2 separate regions of the Mus musculus genome follow, and region 2 is linked to region 1. The links are chromatin contacts, called in public promoter capture Hi-C maps. All regions are on one chromosome and are shown on one strand. Each heading gives the region's core, a stretch centred on a gene start, on an enhancer-like site or on the middle of the called end of the contact. The rest is flanking DNA. Distances are from core to core; before and after follow the strand shown.

Evidence for each region. Capture Hi-C pulls out chosen DNA fragments and counts their contacts.
Region 2: a contact with region 1 is called in a promoter capture Hi-C map of adipose tissue. The contact joins two enhancer-like sites. A contact is called at or near these places in 3 of 9 other capture datasets (adipose tissue, liver and pancreatic islet).

Annotation. Positions count from the first base shown.
Region 1 is chr13:52,912,499-52,915,985 of GRCm38.p6, reverse strand. All of the region lies in intron 3 of Auh (AU RNA binding protein/enoyl-coenzyme A hydratase), which reads left to right. Among named protein-coding and RNA genes, the nearest start is that of Auh, 15 kb to the left of the region's middle. Within about 2 kb of position 1,520, at least 85 of the 459 cell types and tissues checked have an H3K27ac peak or open chromatin away from gene starts, as enhancers often do. A contact at or near this core is called in adipose tissue, where this site is marked.
Region 2 is chr13:53,032,315-53,035,673 of GRCm38.p6, reverse strand. No RefSeq gene overlaps it. Among named protein-coding and RNA genes, the nearest start is that of Gm33519, 16 kb to the right of the region's middle. Within about 2 kb of position 1,828, at least 65 of the 459 cell types and tissues checked have an H3K27ac peak or open chromatin away from gene starts, as enhancers often do. A contact at or near this core is called in adipose tissue, where this site is marked.

The DNA.
Region 1 (3,487 bases), core at 271-2,770:
CAAGCACACAGACGTGCAAGAGGATTGACGCGTCAATTAGAATGTTAAGTGGGCACTTAGGGTGAAGGCGGCGCTGAGACGTGGGGTGCTAGCAGCAGAGAGGGGGTGCACGTTGATGTCCCTCCTAGCATCACTCCAGCCCTGTGGACTGTTTACAAGTCAGACCTTGGGTTGGGCATACAGTTTATCCTGAAACTTCTGAAATGGTGATCTCCTTTGCAGAAGCTAACTGGATAGTGCATAGGGTGCCTAAGTGTACTTTCTGAAGTGATAGCTATGGTGGTGACTCAGCTCCTGGGTTAGTCTAAAACCACTGAAGGAAAAGGCTAAGACCAAAACACGGACTTACAGAGTCCGTTATGTAGAGGCCTGTGCGGCGAAGTGCTCCTGTGCTGCAGATGCAGCCCAGGCCCTTTCCCATGTTCAGCAGGGGCCGTACCCCATGTACCCCAGTGTTGTAATGTCAAACCCTCAGGCTTTTGTTTTGTTTTGTTTTTTAACCTTGACTTTTATCCTAAGATCTCAAAGGAGCAACCTCCCTTTCCCCACCCCCACCCCCCAACTGTGTGCTTATTGCCTCAGTGGCTTTGCAGACCAGGATGCATAGTGCGTGGTTCCTTGTAGGTTAAAGCTTCTGGACTCACGGTTGGCCCCTTTGGAATATTGCAGGGGACATTGTGTGCGTGCGTGTGTGTGTGTGTGTGTGTGTGTGTGTGTGTGTGTGTGTATGTGTGGGGGGCGTTATCAGCCCTACATAGCTTTGTCCCCTATGCTTGATAGGAATTGTGTATTTGATTTAAGGTTCACCTCTTTACATATGTATTCGTCCTCTAAAATCTGTTATTTCCCGATGCTTAGGATCTGTTTAGTTTTAGTAATGTCACCTTCGATGGAATGATGGAAAAGCCCTTTAGGTCAGGCTGCTCGGCGTGTAGAAGCTGCCAGCAGCTGGTCCCTGTGGTCAGCTGTTATCTTTGCGTCTCTGTTCTAACACCACGCAGTAAATACGTGGTGGTGTTTTTACCGTAACGTTCTAAAATGAAAACTTAACCAAGCCTCGCTTTTGCCTCATTGCAGTTTCTGGACAAATGACACCCAGTTCTTAGCAGCCGTTGCTCTGCGCAGAGTCTAAATTGAGTGTTTCACTGAATTATGCCAGTGTGGGTTTTTTCCCCCAAAAAGTAAAGGTCGTTTCGCTTCTGCTTTTGAATTCTAGTAAATTGTGTTATGACTAAGGCCTCCTCACTAAAACCGTCAGCACGCGTTGTTAAATGGTGTGTGTTCAGATGTCATGACGGGAATTGAGTGTGGGAGCCTCTGACTAATGAAGAAATCTATTTAAGAGATTGCTTCAGAGCCTCGGGGTTTCGCTCTGATGTGTTATACAAGTCAGTTCTGTAGGAGTGAAGGGGCACAGGGCTATTTTGCTCTTTTGTGTTGCATGCATTGGTTTACATAAAACACTGCTAACTATTTCATTGAGGATATGAACTACTTGGAATGACATTTACCACTTTTAAGTGCATAATTGATGTTTTAACAGATGTTTAAGCCTTGGTATACAGACTGTCCATTTGTATAAATCTTTTTTTTTTCTTACAGTGAAGAACCCTTAAAACCAAAAAAAAAAAAAAAAAAAAAAAAAAAAAGGCTACTTTGTCTCCTCAGACAAAGGTGTTTGGAACCTTGCAGGATAGATTGTAGGTCTTTTGTGTCTGGCCTGTTTGATCTACCATAATGCTTTGCTGTTTGGCCGTGAATTTCCGTGGTTCCATTTTCCTGTGGAGCTGCTGGTTTTCTGCTGAGCACGTGATAGTTTGGTTTTGTGCGGACCACACTTGCATCAGCACCGTTCAGTCACTGTAAGGAAACAACTGAGGTGATGGACTCTGACCGAGGAAAGGCTAATTCATCTGGGTTCAGAGGTGTGGAGGCTCCAGTTCTATGTTTGGTGGCCCCTTGGTCAGGACTATGGTGGCTAAGTGCATCAGGGCTGGGATGACTTGGGACATCTTAGAGGGAAGGTTCACCCTGAAACTATGGTGGTTTCTGAGACGTTCACAGACAAGTCTTTGTGGGCGTGTGTTTTTATTCTCTTGGGTGGGTGAGTGCTCAGGAGTGGAGTTACTAGGTCTTCTACAACCGAGCCAGCCACACACAAGTTCTTAGTTAGATGCCGCAAGACCTCCAAACTAAGAGGCCAAGAGAGAGAATGTGTGTTTGTGTGTGTGTCTATGTGTGCATAGAGAGTGTGAGTGTGTTTATGTGTGCATGAGAGTGTATGTGTGTTTATGTATGCATAGAGAGTGTGTGTGTTTACATGTGTATGAGAGTGTGTGTGTGTGTGTATGAGAGTATGTGTGTTTATGTGTGCATGAGAGAATGTGGGGGTGTGGGGGTGAGAGAGAGAGTGAGTGCGTGAGAGAGAGCGAGAGCGAGAGAGCACAGAGAGAGGAGTGTGCCCTGGTGCTGTGATGCATCCTGCCGCTCATGGCATTATGACTCTAGTCTGCATTTCTCTAATGAGTCTAAACGTCTTGTCCTGTGCCCGTTTGTCACAGTGTCTATGTAGATATATTGTCTCCATTTATGTCCTGCCCTGTTCCAGCCCCCCACCCCCCACTGCCACCTCTTCCCCCTTTCATTCATGGTCTCCTCCTGTCCCGCTTTCTTTGCCTGTTCTCATTCACCCTCTCAGGCATGGTTTCTCTGTGTAGCTCAGGCTAACCTTGAACTTGTGATTCCCTTGCCTCAGCTTCTCAGAGTGCTTGGATTGTAGGTGTGTGTCACCATCCTTGGCTTCCATATTTTTATTGAGTGTCCCCTTACTGAGTAGAGGTCCCTGTCTCTGTTTGAAACAGTGCTCTGCTCTTCTCTGGCATGCTCTGCCACTCAGCCACGTAACTGTTCTTTTTTTGTTGCAGTTTCTTTTCAGCTGAAGGCTGACATCCAGCTTTGTTTCCAATTTGCACCTTTTTGGTGGCCGCTCCAGAGTCACAGCTCACAGAAGCCAGAAGTGACTCCTGACTCCCGGTGCTCTCCTCAGATCTGGGCCTAGGGTGGATCCGCAGTTAAGTTGTGTGTATCTAGTGACGTAGGGTTGAATTGTTAGGGGACAATAAAACACACACAGTCTCTGCTTCGGTTCCCAGTGTGGCGCTCATGAGCACATGGACGCCGTGCCTCACGTTTGCCTGAGAGGTGACCTCCATAGGTCTCTGAATGGATTAGAGGGCCTGACTGGTACCCTAGTCTGCATCTCATAGCAAGTGGATAGGGGCCAGAGGCTGAGTTTAACCATTAAACTATTAAAGGGCCCTCAAGAGATTTCTTCCCTTGGGGCCCAGACATGCTGTCAGGGTAGTGATGGATCTGTGTGTGTCCGTCCCCCCTCCCCCTCTGTGGCCTCTGCTGGCACGTTTCTGAGGCTTGCCTCCACAGTGGTAGAACTGCACATTGCCTGAGTTCCTTGAGTTGTTTTTAGTGA
Region 2 (3,359 bases), core at 579-3,078, 120 kb before region 1:
GGGACACTTAACAAAGCAAACGGTCTTAACATTCCAGTCTCATGAAAACCAAGGAGCCAGCCCACCCAAACTCAAGGACACGAAACTACCTATGACGTGAGATCTCAAGCACAGATTTTTTTTTAATAGTGAAGAACATTTGTTGACTTATAAGTATGGGCTAGAAATTAGACAACTTTATATCAATGCTAACTCTCTGATTTTAATATTTGTATTATGTTTTTTAAAAAACACTTGTTGTGTGTGTGTATATGGGGAGGGGTGTCCTGGCACATATATAGAGGTCAGGGGGTGTGTCCTGGCACATGTACAGGGCTCAGAGGACAGCTTGTAGGAGTTGATTCTCACCTTCCACCATGTGGATACTGGGGAGTGAACAAAGATCATCAGTGACATGCCTTCTCCAGCAAGGCCACGCCCCTAATCCTTCCCAAACAGTTCCACCAACAGAAGGCCAAGGAAATAAATGAGCCTATGGGGAATGTTCTCATTCAAACTACCACCAACAGAGACACAGTGAATGGCCAGAGCCAAGAATACTGTGGAGTTAGAGTCTGCAAATGAAAGGAGGAGGGTGGTGGTTGGGTGTCGTTTTTTTTTTTTAATTTATTTTATGTATGTGAGTACACTGTAGCTATCTTCAGACACACCAGAATTGGGCATCAGACCCCATTACAGATGGTTGTGAGCCATCATGTGGTTGCTGGGAATTGAACTCAGGACCTCTGGAAGAGTAGTCAGCGCTCTTAACCACTAAGCCATCTCTCCAGCCCAAGGTGGCAGTTGTTAATGACAACAATCCATGTGTGTGCTTCCCAAAGAGGCCTAGAGACCCACACTGCTGAGGTAAGCTATTCTGCACAAGACAGCTTGGGGAAATGTTGAGGTTTTGATCATTTCCATGGATCCTCAGAACAGACATTTCCTGACTCAGCTTTAAACGCTCTCTGACCTGGCTGTGATTCTGTCTATTCACTCTGTCTCCCTTCCTACATCGGCGGTTCTCCCCCTCCATCAGCCCTCAGTGGTTTGTGGACAGCCCTAACTGCCTGCCAGCCCTGTGCTCAAGGGGCAGCTGAGGACTAGGAGAGGTGCCCCAAAGATGGGGATCCCAAGGAACAGTTCAGGATGCAGAGAAGACAACCCCTTTTCATGGAAGACCTGGAGATGGTGGGTATGTCAGGCTGGAGGCAGCTGGCAGGAGAACAGACATGAGTTGAGTGTAGACATGACCAGGTGACAAAAACCTATAAGGACACAGCAGGGAGATGTTTGCTTCTTGAGCTCGCCAGGAAGTGAAGCCAGGAACGGAGGCTGGTCACAGTGGTCATCAAGCCAGGGGTAGGAGCACTGCAGGAGAACATGGAGAGATTTCAGTGGGACACAAGATCTCAGAAGACACTGCTCCTAAGAACTCGCTCCCGGTTCCCTTTGTACGTTCTTTTCACAGGGCTCCCCATCCCATACTCTAAGCTTGCTCTTCCAGACTTATATAAGCCTAACACATCAGTGTGCTGAAGATATATGGACTGAATTCCAATTTATAGTAGCGCCTCCCCTGGAGTCACAATACCTGGAAGCACAGGATAACTTAGAGCCACCTCACTCCCTGGAAAGAACATTGTGTTCATCATCAGAGGGTCAGGGCTGGACATTTTTGTCTCTGGATGTCTCCTGCTTAGCCTTCAGGGTCCACTACCATTTGCTTAAATGAGTGGGTTGAGAGGCAGATGTTTCTGGCAGCTTTGTTCTGTGGCTGTATAGCTCAGCCTCAGTGCTTGGTAGGATATGTGCTATTTTCCCTTTGCCTTGTGTATTGACTCGCTGGCCTGTCAGTGTGGCCCGACTGTGTTTTGGAAAGTCTCCATGGATTTTGGGGACTGTGCACTGATGTAATGCCATGGGTATCTTATGAACATTCCTTTAGATTACCCTTGGCTGCACGAGCACGGCCACATTCCTTACCAGTGAACAGGAGGCAGCACCCGGGTTGGGGTGGGGGTGTGAGTATTTTTAAACTGGTTTCATTAGTAACTCTTCACTTTCTATCACTCTGGGGATAAGGGGCTTTGAGGGGGCAGCAGACTTCATGGGGAAGTTTTCTCTGGAAGCTGCAAAGGATGAAGCGGGGAAAATCCAAAAATAGTTTAGGAAATTAGTCATCTGTCTCCAAACTGTGTTGAGTTACAGTTTTGGATTTCACTTAATGGAACTTAAAAAAAAAAAAAAAAACTGGACATGCAGAAAGTTTCACAATCTCTTCCACAGAGGTCAGAAAGGTCCATTTTTGTAGCCCCAAAAAGAGGCAAAGTTCCCATCGACTAGAACGTGGTAATCACACTTTTCATAATGGAAGGCCATACTCTCGGACCTTGGAAACAACTTGATCTTTCTACTTTCGCTAAGTTTCTCATATCAAAGGTCAATAATTAGATTGCCTTCTGATTTGCTTACTTAAAAGAGGGACAGTGTACAGTCTATGCAAAGCATTTCTTTAGCAGACACAAACATTTTGAGGCTAATATGTTAAGCACATATTTATCCATTAAAAAATATTCCCGAAGGAGAGTTTAAATGGAAGAGCTAACAGTTCTTGTTGTTTAATCTTTGAGACAGGAACTTGTGTAGCCCAGGCTGGCCCCCAACTTGCTAAGTAGCAAGGGTGACCTTAAACTTAAATCCTCTTGCCTCTGCTTCTCAAGTGTTGGGATTGTAAGTGTGTACCAGCATGCCTAATGCGTTACCGGAATACTTCTTCTGTCTTATTCCTAGGCCAAGCAACTGTGTGGGAATCTCAAGGTAGCTACATAGCTACTTTCACTTTGATTTTGCATTCGAATGTGTCTCAGGCAGTGAGGGCTTTTGGGGAATGGGTGGGGAAGCTTGCTACAGACAGCCCTGTTTTCACGGTCCTATGAATGAATGATGCTGCATCCCAGTGGAAGGAAAATTTCAAGGAAATCCTGAGCCCAGGCAGAGGCACAGCCAGGCTGCTCTGCATAGCCTGGGGAATGGGAATTCCACAGCCAGTGAGTTCTGGCTTGGTGCTGATGCAAAGCATAAAGTCTTATGGAGACACATCCTCAGAGAGCATCTCATGGGAGCGTGCCGTAAGCTGATGGGGCATGCGGGCACCGTCTACATGGTCGGATGACCCACACCTTCTGATCTGTGGGCGCTTTGGGTGCTGAGTTACACAGAATTCTCAGTGGCTTTTGTTGGGGGTAGGTCCTTTCACCCACTTCCCCGGAACTTTCTGACAACCTTTGGACAGCAGGCAGACTCATACTTCAACCGCAAAAGAGCCACTGAGAGCAGACTGCTGATGGCTATTAGCACCGCCCTGGTGGCCCCACAAA